2 separate regions of the Ovis aries genome follow, and region 2 is linked to region 1. Evidence: chromatin contacts called from public Hi-C data. All regions are on one chromosome and are shown on one strand. Each heading gives the region's core, a stretch centred on a gene start, on an enhancer-like site or on the middle of the called end of the contact. The rest is flanking DNA. Distances are from core to core; before and after follow the strand shown. Region 1 has its middle 16 kb from the start of CTR9. Region 2 overlaps IRAG1 (inositol 1,4,5-triphosphate receptor associated 1).

The links. Hi-C and Micro-C count contacts between places; a contact is called where the count stands out from the background.
Region 2: a Hi-C map of liver shows a contact between it and region 1, with 6 times the contacts expected there. The contact joins two enhancer-like sites. A contact is called at or near these places in 5 of 16 Hi-C or Micro-C datasets (blood, hypothalamus, liver and 2 more).

The regions. Positions count from the first base shown.
Region 1 is chr15:41,658,175-41,663,158 of ARS-UI_Ramb_v3.0, reverse strand. No RefSeq gene overlaps it. Among named protein-coding and RNA genes, the nearest start is that of CTR9, 16 kb to the right of the region's middle. Within about 2 kb of position 2,223, at least 20 of the 54 cell types and tissues checked have an H3K27ac peak or open chromatin away from gene starts, as enhancers often do. A contact at or near this core is called in liver, where this site is marked.
Region 2 is chr15:41,762,368-41,767,351 of ARS-UI_Ramb_v3.0, reverse strand. IRAG1 (inositol 1,4,5-triphosphate receptor associated 1) reads right to left here. Exons shown (of 19, transcript XM_060399908.1): 7 at 3,227-3,844; 8 at 1,313-1,391. The coding sequence starts at 3,649. Among named protein-coding and RNA genes, the nearest start is that of LYVE1, 54 kb to the left of the region's middle. Within about 2 kb of position 2,176, at least 13 of the 54 cell types and tissues checked have an H3K27ac peak or open chromatin away from gene starts, as enhancers often do. A contact at or near this core is called in liver, where this site is marked.

The sequences.
Region 1 (4,984 bases), core at 974-3,473:
ATACAAGTCAAATCTTTATGTTGTGCACCTTACACACTGTGTGCATGCGTGCTAAGGCACTGTAGTTGTGTCCAACTCTTTGTGACCCTATAGACTATAGCCAACCAGGGATTCTGTCCATGGGATTCTCCAGGCAAGAATACTGGAATGGGTTGCCATGCCCTCCATCAAGAGATCCTCCTGACCCAGGGAACAATCCAGGCAGGTTCTTTATCACTACAGCTACCTGGGAAGACCCAAACTTATACAGTGCTATATACTTATACAGTCAATCATAAGACGCTTTCTCCTAGGAAGAAAAGCTATGACAAACCTAGACAGCATATTAAAAAGCAGAGACATCACTTTGCCAACAAAGATCCATATAGTCAAAGCTATGGTTTTTCCAGTAGTCATGTACTGGATGTGAGAGTTGGACCATAAAGAAGGCTGAGCATCGAAGAATTGTTGCTTTTGAACTGCAGTGCTGGGGAAGACTCTTGAGAGTCCCTTGGACTGCAAGGAGATCAAACCAGTCAATCCTAAAGGAAATCAACCCTGTATATTCATTGGAAGGACTGACTGCTGAAGCCGAACCTCCAATACTTTGGCCACCTGATGGGAAGAGGCGACTCACTGGAAAAGATCCTGATGCTGGGAAAGACTGAAGGCGGGAGGAGAAGGGGACGACAGAGGATGAGATGGTTGGATGGCATCATCGACTCAATGGATGTGAGTTTGAGCAAACCCTGGGAAACAGCGAAGGACAGGGAAGCCTGGCGTGCTGCAGTCTGTGGGGTCACAAAGAGTCAGACACAACTGAGTGACTGAACAACAAATATGTCAATCATATTTCAATAAAACTGGAAAAATTTAAAGTGTATGTATGCTATGCGATTGTGTATATATGTGTGTATGCGAAATGTGTGTGTTGAGAAATCCAAGTGTCCAGGTTAAGTGAAACTCACTCAGTCCTTCAGTTGCTGTCAGTCTAACTCTTTGTGACCCTGACCCCATGGACTATAGCCCACCGGAGTCCTTGGGATTCTCCAGGCAAGAATACTGAAGTGGGTTGCCGTATCCTTCTCTGGGAGATCTTCCCCACCCAGGGACTGAACCCAGGTCCCCTGCATTGCAAGTGGACGCTACCATCTGAGTTGCCAGGCAGGTCCAGATTAAGTGCTGCTTCTGTTTGGGGCCTGTTACTCTGACCTCTGCTGCTACCATCTTGATGAGAGCTAAGGAGCACAATGCTGCCCGCCCCCCCTCCCCTGGCCAATTGTGTACAAAATCCTTTACCCCTAAGTACAGATGAGAGGTCGCAAATTTTGAAAACTATACTAACAAAAAGGAAAAACAGTCAATTCAGAGAGCATACTGCTACTGCTACTGCTAAGTCGCTTCAGTTGTGTCTGACTCTGTGCGACCCCATAGACGGCAGCCCACCAGGCTCCCCCACCTGGGATTCTCCAGGCAAGAACACTGGAGTGGGTTGCCATTGCCTTCTCCAATGCATGAAAGTGAAAAGTGAAAGTGAAGTCACTCAGTCCTATCCGACTCTTACGACCCCGTGGACTGCAGCCTACCAGGCTCTTCCATCCATTGGATTTTCCAGGCAAGAGTAATGGAGTGGGGTGCCATTGCCTTCTCCGTCAGAGAGCATAAGAATTATTCAAAGTTATTTCTGGCAATGTCCACTGAGGAGCCAATAATGACCTCCTGTTAACCCCAAAGCGCTGTCTGCCTTTGCTCCTTCCCAGCTCGTGCTGTGACTGAGACACGTCTCATTCCCTGCTTTGCCGAACAGTCTCCAGGAAACCTGTTCCCTTGCTGCTGCTGCTGCTGCTAAGTCACTTCAGACGTGTCCGACTCTGTGCGACCCAGGCCAAAATTTCCATCTGTGCTCACCATTTCACCTCAGGGCCCTTCCTCCTCCTCCCTCCTCCTTTCTCCTTCTCTCCCCTTTCCCCCATCCCTGCGCTGGGAGACCGCCCTTCGCAGCAGCAACTGGGCGACAGTGAATCAGCTTCATTATACTGTGATAAAAAGCAGCACAGTCTAAACACAGAAATATGGCCTCACGCTCTTCATCAGCGCACTTTAGGCTCCCATGAAGGACCGGCGACTTTCGTCACCTTTTTCCTAAGCTTCAGCCTGGGGTGGGGTCTAGCTGCCTAGTCTGCTGCCCAGCCACCCCCATCACCGCCCCGGGGCCAGGCCAATCCAGCAGAACCACAACCCTGTGCGGCCCTCTACTGCCCTCTGCTGGGACTTTGCTTACACAGCCCTGGAGTTCACTAGCAACCAGGGACCAACTCTATTAAAATATGAATCCTCTTCAGTCTGGCCGCTGGAATATAACTAACCAATATCTAACCCACCCATCGCTACTCAAATGCTTTATTAATTTTTAAAAACGTGTATGGGATTTAAAACTCTCACTCCACAGGGCCAGGATGCAAATCGAAAGGGCTTACTTATTCATTCATTCATGATTCAAAAATTGATTGCAGGCTACTTGCTAAAATCCATATTAGCCCTAAGGACACAAAAAGGACTAAGAGAGAAACTACCCTAAAAAGGAATAAATAAGATGCTGGGATAGAATATAATAAGGAGAAGCTACTTGCGTGAAGAGGAAACAACACTTCTTTGCAGCAACTTTTTTTCGACTCCTCCCAGTCTCCAGCAAGAGTGACAATGTCATATAGTGGGAAACTGGAGCATGTCACTTTTCTACTTCAAATCCATTAAGTGCACCCCTTTATACTGAGGACAAAACCAAGCTCTCCAACAAAATGTGGCCTATTATTCCAACCCCTTCATATCCTTCTCTTCTGTGTTTGCTGTGCTCACCACACTGGTCTTTTTTTTTTTTTTTTTAATAGCTTCTTCAAATAAGCCAAGCTGTTTTCTATCTCCCAACCTTTGGATATGTAGCTCTCTCTACCCTGAATGTTTCTGCCTTCATCTCCATGAAGCTGGCTACTTCTTATTCTTCAAATGTCAGCCTAAATGTCACCCACCAGCAAGACCTTCTCTGTTTAGCCTGTCCAAAACATGTCCACTTCTAGTTCTGTATGGTATCAAAATATATTTCAAACCTTCAATTAATAAAGCAGTTTGATATGAGAATAAATTAATGAAGCCAAAGAAAAGTAAGACATAGACTCTAATGCACAAGGGAATTTACTGTAAAGATGGAAAAGTGAGACTTCAAAATGCTGGGGAAAAGAGGCTAGCGAATAAAAATAAATAGTGATGGCACAACTTGTCTGTATACATTGAGATAAAAACAAAGCTGGGATCTTATTCCTTATATCCAATTCTGATATATCAAATATGAACTGTAAAAAATAACTCAGAAATTATCCTTAAAAGTATGTTGCTGCTGCTGCTGCTAAGTCGCTTCAGTCGTGTCCGACTCTGTGCGACCCCATAGACAGCAGCCCAACAGGCTCCCCCGTCCCTGGGATTCTCCAGGCAAGAACACTGGAGTGGGTTGCCATTTCTTTCTCCAATGCATGAAAGTGAAAAGTGAAAGTGAAGTTGCTCAGTCCTGTCCAACTTAGCGACCCCATGGACTGCAGCCCACCAGGCTCCTTCGTCCATGGGATTTTCCAGGCAAGAGTACTGGAGTGGGGAACTAAATGCTAATCTAAAACAGAGGCTTTTCTAAAAAGACTGTGAAATCTAGCAACTATATGGGGAAAAATTAGTCAAGTTCTCTAGATAGCAATGTAACTTTGGAATGAAAAAAAAAAAGGAAAATAATGACAGAAACTGAAATTCAAATGAAAGGCTGTTTCAAAACAGGGAAAACAAATTCAAAGAACTCTTTTTCTTAACTTAGATAGAACTGATATAAATGAATATTTTAAAAAACAGCTCAATAGAAAAGTGTGCAAAGGATACAAAAAGTTCATAGAAAATAGCAAATTCAAAAGACAATAAACGTTTGGAAAGATGCTCTAATTCACGCATGCTTAAACAAATGCAAGTCAAAATGGCAAGAAAACTTTTTTTTTCTTTCCTTATCAAACAGGTACAGGACTTTTCAGATGCTGGGAGGGATATGAAGAAACTAATACTCTGGCTTCCCAGGTGGCTCTAGTGTCTAGAATCTGCCTGCCAGTGCAGGAGATGCAAGAGCTGTGGGTCTGATCCCAGGGTCAGGAGGATCCCCTGGAGGAGGAATTCACTTTCATGCATTGGAGAAGGACATGGCAACCCACTCCAGTATTCTTGCCTGGAAGATCTCGTGGACGGAGGAGCCTGGTGGCTACAGTCCGTGGGGGCCACAGAGTTTGACACGGCTGAGCACACGCACACAACACTCTCATTCACTTTTAAGGAAAGGAGGGCGCAAATTGATACAGATTCTTACTGCAGGTAAGTTTGATAAATACCAAAATTTAAAAGGCACATATCCTTTCACATAGCAAAAAATTTAGATATGGTTATACCTACAATCGGAGAAGACAATGGCACCCCACTCCAGTACTCTTGCCTGGAAAATCCCATGGGTGGAGGACCCTGGTGGGCTGCAGTCCATGGGGTCGCGAAGAGTCAGACACGACTGAGCGACTTCACTTTCGCTTTTCACTTTCATGCACTGGAGAAGGCAATGGCAACCCACTCCAGTGTTCTTGCCTGGAGAATCCCAGAGACAGTGGGCCCCCGTCTATGGGGTCGCACAGAGTCGGACACGACTGAAGCGACTTAGCAGCAGCAGCAGCACCATACCTACAATAATTTGACCACATATGTACAAGAATCTTCCTGGCAGAATTTTTATAAAAGCAAAAACCAAAGTATGAATTAAAAGTGAATAAATTATCCATCATCTATGATTCCATACATATAGAGTTCCAAAGATGCCATGGAAAAACTACTAGAGCTCATCGATAAATTCTGTGAAGTTGCAAGGTAAAAAAATTAACATATAGATATCTATTGCATTTCTATACACTTACAACAAGCTATCAGAAAGAGACATTAAAAC
Region 2 (4,984 bases), core at 927-3,426, 100 kb before region 1:
AAGATCCCCTGGAGAAGGGAATGGCTACCCACTCCAGTATTCTTGCCTGGAGAATCCCACAGACAGAGTAGTCTGGTGGGCTATAGTCCATGGACTTGCAAAGAATTGGACACAACTGAATGACTAACACATATACACTGGAGAGAATAAAAAGTTGTTGCTTTTAAAGAATTTATGCGGTTGTGGGTAAAATTTCAAGATAAATCTTTTCCTAGGGTTTTAGATCTGCTTTAATAAAGAAGTTAGAAATTAAAAGTAGAGATTATATCATATTTTTTCCAAAGATCTCATCGAAAGATGATTTTTTAAAAATTAGTTCTTTTAAAAATTACTGGATATTTTACTTCTGTGAATCTTCTTGTCAATGCTGAATAGGTAGGTGTTAGTTATTATACATCAGACTGTGTGCTAAGTTGCTTCAATCGTGTCCGACTCTTTGCAACCCCGTGGGCTGTAGCCTGCCAGGCTCCTCTGTCCGCGAGAATTCCCAGACAAGGACACTGGAGTGTATTCCCATGCCCTTCCCCAGGGGTCTTCCTGACCCAGGGATTGAATCCATGTCTCTTACGCCTCCTGTATTGGCAGGGAGGTTCCTTACTACTAGCGCCACCTGGGAAACCCCTATGTCAGACTGGGGGCTTCCAACACGGTTGGTGGCACCATGGACATGAACACACAGCAATCCTCAAGCAGAAGGCTTCTGTGCTGAGAATGACTGAATGAGCCATCAGCCGTCCGGAGAGGTAAGTCAGGAGAGGGAGCTTGGGGTGGAGGGGAGGAAAGACCCCTCCCTCCCAAGTCTCCCTTTCTGAAGATAAGTCTGGCAAGAGGGTGGGTGGGGCCTTGCAGTCCCCAGGCAGGAGGGGCTGGGGTCTGGACTCTGTGGTGACTGCAGATTAGAAAGCAAGTGATGACTCTAATGTCTCAAAAAGAGGAACTGTTCTAGTTGGTGACATCCTGGGTGTGAGAGGAAAAGGAAAAGGAAGCATCAAAAGGTCAGGCCTGGGTCACGGTTCCAGACCCACTAGGTGCTAATGAGACTCAGGGAGGACTGGCAGGATCTGGAACAGGGGCTGGTTGGAAGGAGGCAAGTTTAGAGGTTCTTTGAGGGAGCAGGAAACACCATCTGATTCATTCATTCACCCATCTGCAAATATTTAGCAAGGGCCTGCTCGGCGTCCGGCCCACACTGGCCACCGGGGCGGACAAAGGCCCTGACAGGAAGTGCGGTGTTTACACGTTCAGCTTCTTTGATCCGGAGAAAATGAACCCAGCCCTAGCCTGAGGAGAGTGTCTCTTCAATCCCACCTACCTTTCTCCTGCTCGGCCGCTTCACTAAGTTCTGGAAGCTTGAGCCCCACTAAGTTCTGATTTCTCAGCAGGATGTGCTCCTTTTTAGGGAAAGACAGACAGCATTTCAGACGGTGACCTCAGGCTGGACCCCTCCCGCTCCATGCTCTGTGCCTGCTCGGTCTCACGGAGCAGACCCTGGGAACATGGGTAGTCAGGACACATGCGGGGCAGTAGGAAGACTGCTTCCCTCCCGGCCTGTGAAGGTGCTAGAAACCCCAGCTTCAGCTCCCCTTTCCCTGAGTCAGGAATTGTCCTTGGTGTGGCTGCCTTTTAAAATCGGCCTGTGAGCTTCAGGGCGAGAGAGCTGCCAGCCACACAGTGGCTGAAGGCTGGAGGACAAACAGAAGCAGAGCCCGGGGCTCTGGGGAAAGGAAGGTCCCCTGGGTGTATACGGAGCTGCCAAAGATGGAAACAATCTCTGTGATCTCATGGCTGTGCTCTGAGCTGGCTGGAGCCTCCTGCCTTGTTGTTCTTGGGCAGTGAGTGCCCACTTCTGGGACTTGTGTCCTCTCCTGCCCCCAGCTCCTCAGTGGCCTGTGATGGCACCTCTTGAGATGTTAAAACTCTCCAGACAAGTGAGGACTGCCGATTGCCACCCCAAGGCAGCAAGCCAGCAGCCCCTGCTGCTGGGGGCCTCACCAGAGGAGCTGGGGAGAGATGGGGCTGCTGACTCCAGGTATGTCACAGAAGGCCTCACACTTGTACCAAGTCCAAGACCAGCGCCCCGAAGAGGAATTACCAGACAGGGCTCCTTGGCCCTGGGACTTGTGCTTTCTAAGAGGGTTTTCAGTGTCCCTGTAGCAGAGGCCGCTTGGGCGGTTTGCCTCCTGGATGAAGGAGAGGAAGAGGCCAGCAGAGGGAGCTCTGGCCCAGATGGAAGCCACAGGCCAGCGCCCTTTACCTGTTTCTTTAGCCAGCCGCCCACAACCAAGCAACTCTCAGGACCCTGGCTTGGGGCAGTGGTGGGGGCTGGGGATGAGGTCAGAGGCAGGGCAGTGGTTAGTGAAATGAGGCTTCCAGATTCTTTCTACTTTGCTGCAGAGAGAAACATGCAGGGGTCTGGGGATGGCCTGTTGCCTGGGCCTGGCCTCTGACGCCCAGAAGCCCAAGAAGGCAAATGCCTGACCGTTTGGCTTCCTTGGTGTCACTCCACCCTGTGGAGTCCTGGCTGCCTTGGCCTGTGGTCTGGGTTGGCCCTCTGGGGAAGGAGGGCTCAGGAAAGGATTTCTTTTAGTAACCTCTTTTCTTCCTCACATCCAGGGCTCTCTCCCCCCATCTCTGGATACCCCCCAGTCATTCCCTGGTTAGGGCGGCAGCCTCATGACAGACAGTTGTGTCTGGTTTGATAGCCAGTGAAAGCTGGGGACATGATGGATATTGGAAGAAATTCACCAAGAGGGAGTAGCCCTTCCTGGCTGGGAATGTTGGATTTGAGGCCCTTTTTTTTAACAAGCACCAGGGAGGAAAGCTTGGGGGCATGACGGAAAGAAAAGCCATCCCATCTTTGTCTGTGACAGGGCGCTCCATCAAAGGCTCCTTGCTCATAAGGCATCAGCTCTGGCTGGAGCGGGGAAACACAGTCCAGCACTGAGGGGCCATGTGCCCTTCCATACACCCACTTTCCCCTCAAAATGTGGCTTTGTGTGGCAGCTACTTCCCAACTGACCTCACCCAAGTGAGCGGGTAAATGCCCTCAAAGATGCTATTTACGCCGAGTGCACAGCCCAGTGGGCCTGGCTTATCAGGGTGAGGACATCTAGGGCTCTACAAGGCCCACGTCTGGGCCAGAGCCACCCCAGCTCAGCCCAGTGGTCCTCAGCCCAGGGTGGGGACCTGCATGCACAGCCCACCCCAGGAGGCCCCAGAAACCCACCTCACGAAGCTTGGTCAGTTTCTGCATCCGCACAGGCTGCACTTGTATCTGAAAGTCTTTGAGTCCGGGCGCCTTGGCCAGCTTGCTGCCAGCTTTGCCTGTAAAACGCTTCTCTTCCTCAGCCAGCGGCAGCTTGGCCAGCACTTTCTGCAGCCGGGGGCCGGGTTCTTCGGGGCCGCTGTCCCAGGACACTCCCCGCAGCAGGGGTGGCCGGGACGTCGGGGGCCACAGCTCAGCTTTGGAGCCAACCTTGGACCCTGTGGGCTCTCCGACTGTACTCTTCCCCTGGGGGGCCTGGGGAGCCACCCCCCCAGGGCCCTGGGTTGGACCTCTGGGCAGAGGGTTGCCCTCCTTGGCTGTCTTTGCCAGTGGCTTTCCCAGCTCGCTCTCCACAGGGCCAGGCTGGGCGCTGTTAAGGGCCATCTTCCCACCACTGCCTGGGCCAGAAGCTGGGCCCTTGGGTATGGCCTCCGGGCACTGGAGGGGATCGAAGTTTTCCTTCTGTTCTATTGCAATTTCTCTGGACTTCTCAACTGTGGGAGAGCGGGGAGTCAGCCTGCCCTGAGACAGTTTCCTCTGGTCATTCTGCTTCCGGTCAGCTAGCCCTTTGAGGACGTTCTGAAAGAGACAAGGTAAATTTGGGACCCCGGAGGCAGGCTGGAGAGAAGAAGGGCGAGTTCGCTCTACCCCACAGACCCTGCTAAGGGGACTACATGTAGGGGGTGGGCTGGGTAGAAAGGGAGGACTGCAAAGTCACATCTGAGCCAGTAAAGAGAACCTACAAACAAGCCTGAGGTTTATAAAACAGACAGGACAAGGGACCTGCCTTTCAAAACCTGCCAAGAACTTCTCGAGGGTTATGAGCTGCAGAGGACAGTGGAACGGAGGGCAGCATGGGGGCAGTCACAAGTTCTGGCTTTGACTCAACTGCCCCAGATTCTAGCCCTGACTCTGCCTGGCAAGGCCCTTAACTGGCAAGGCCCTTAACTCTTAGGGCCTCAGATTTCCCATCAGGTTTGTAAAGAGAGAAAGCGGAGTTGCTCAGTCGTGTCTGACTCTTTATGACCCTATGGACCTTAGCCTACCAGGTTCCTCCATCCATGGGATCTTCCAGGCAATAGTACTGGAGTGGGTTGCCATTTCCTTCTCCAGGGGATCTTCCTGACCCAGGGATTGAACCTAGGTCTCACGCAGTGTAGACAGACGCTTTACCATCTGAGCCACCAGGGAAGTCCTAAATTGCCTGAAATTTTATGCAAATGTATATGTGCTGTTCATGGGCTGTATATATTTCTTCTGGGAAGAGAATCCGCAGCTTTCAACAATTTCTCAGAGTTCTATGAACCCAAAGAGGCTATAGATCATGAATGAGGTGATTCTTGCAAAGCTGATATTTTACTGTTCAGAAGTTCTCAGATTCTATATTCTTTCATTTCCCAGGGAAAGCTGCTTTGTGAGGCGCATGTGGGTCTGTGTGGGTATTTGTGTGGCTGTCCTGTGTGTGCGCTAACACTCTAATAGAGGACTCTATCCCAGACCCAGTTCTATTAATAGATGAGATTATATTCTCTTCTGCCCTTGACACCACCTTGAGCAGTTGACTCTGAGCAGGTGTGGGACTCTTCTTTTGCTCACCAGCCAAGATGAAATTTTCCAGGTGACCCCCAAAAAGAGCCCCAACTAGGGGCTGGAGCTTCCTTGCAATTTTCATGCAAGCTGACTGGAACAGCAGACTTGCCTGGCTTTTGCTGGGTCCAG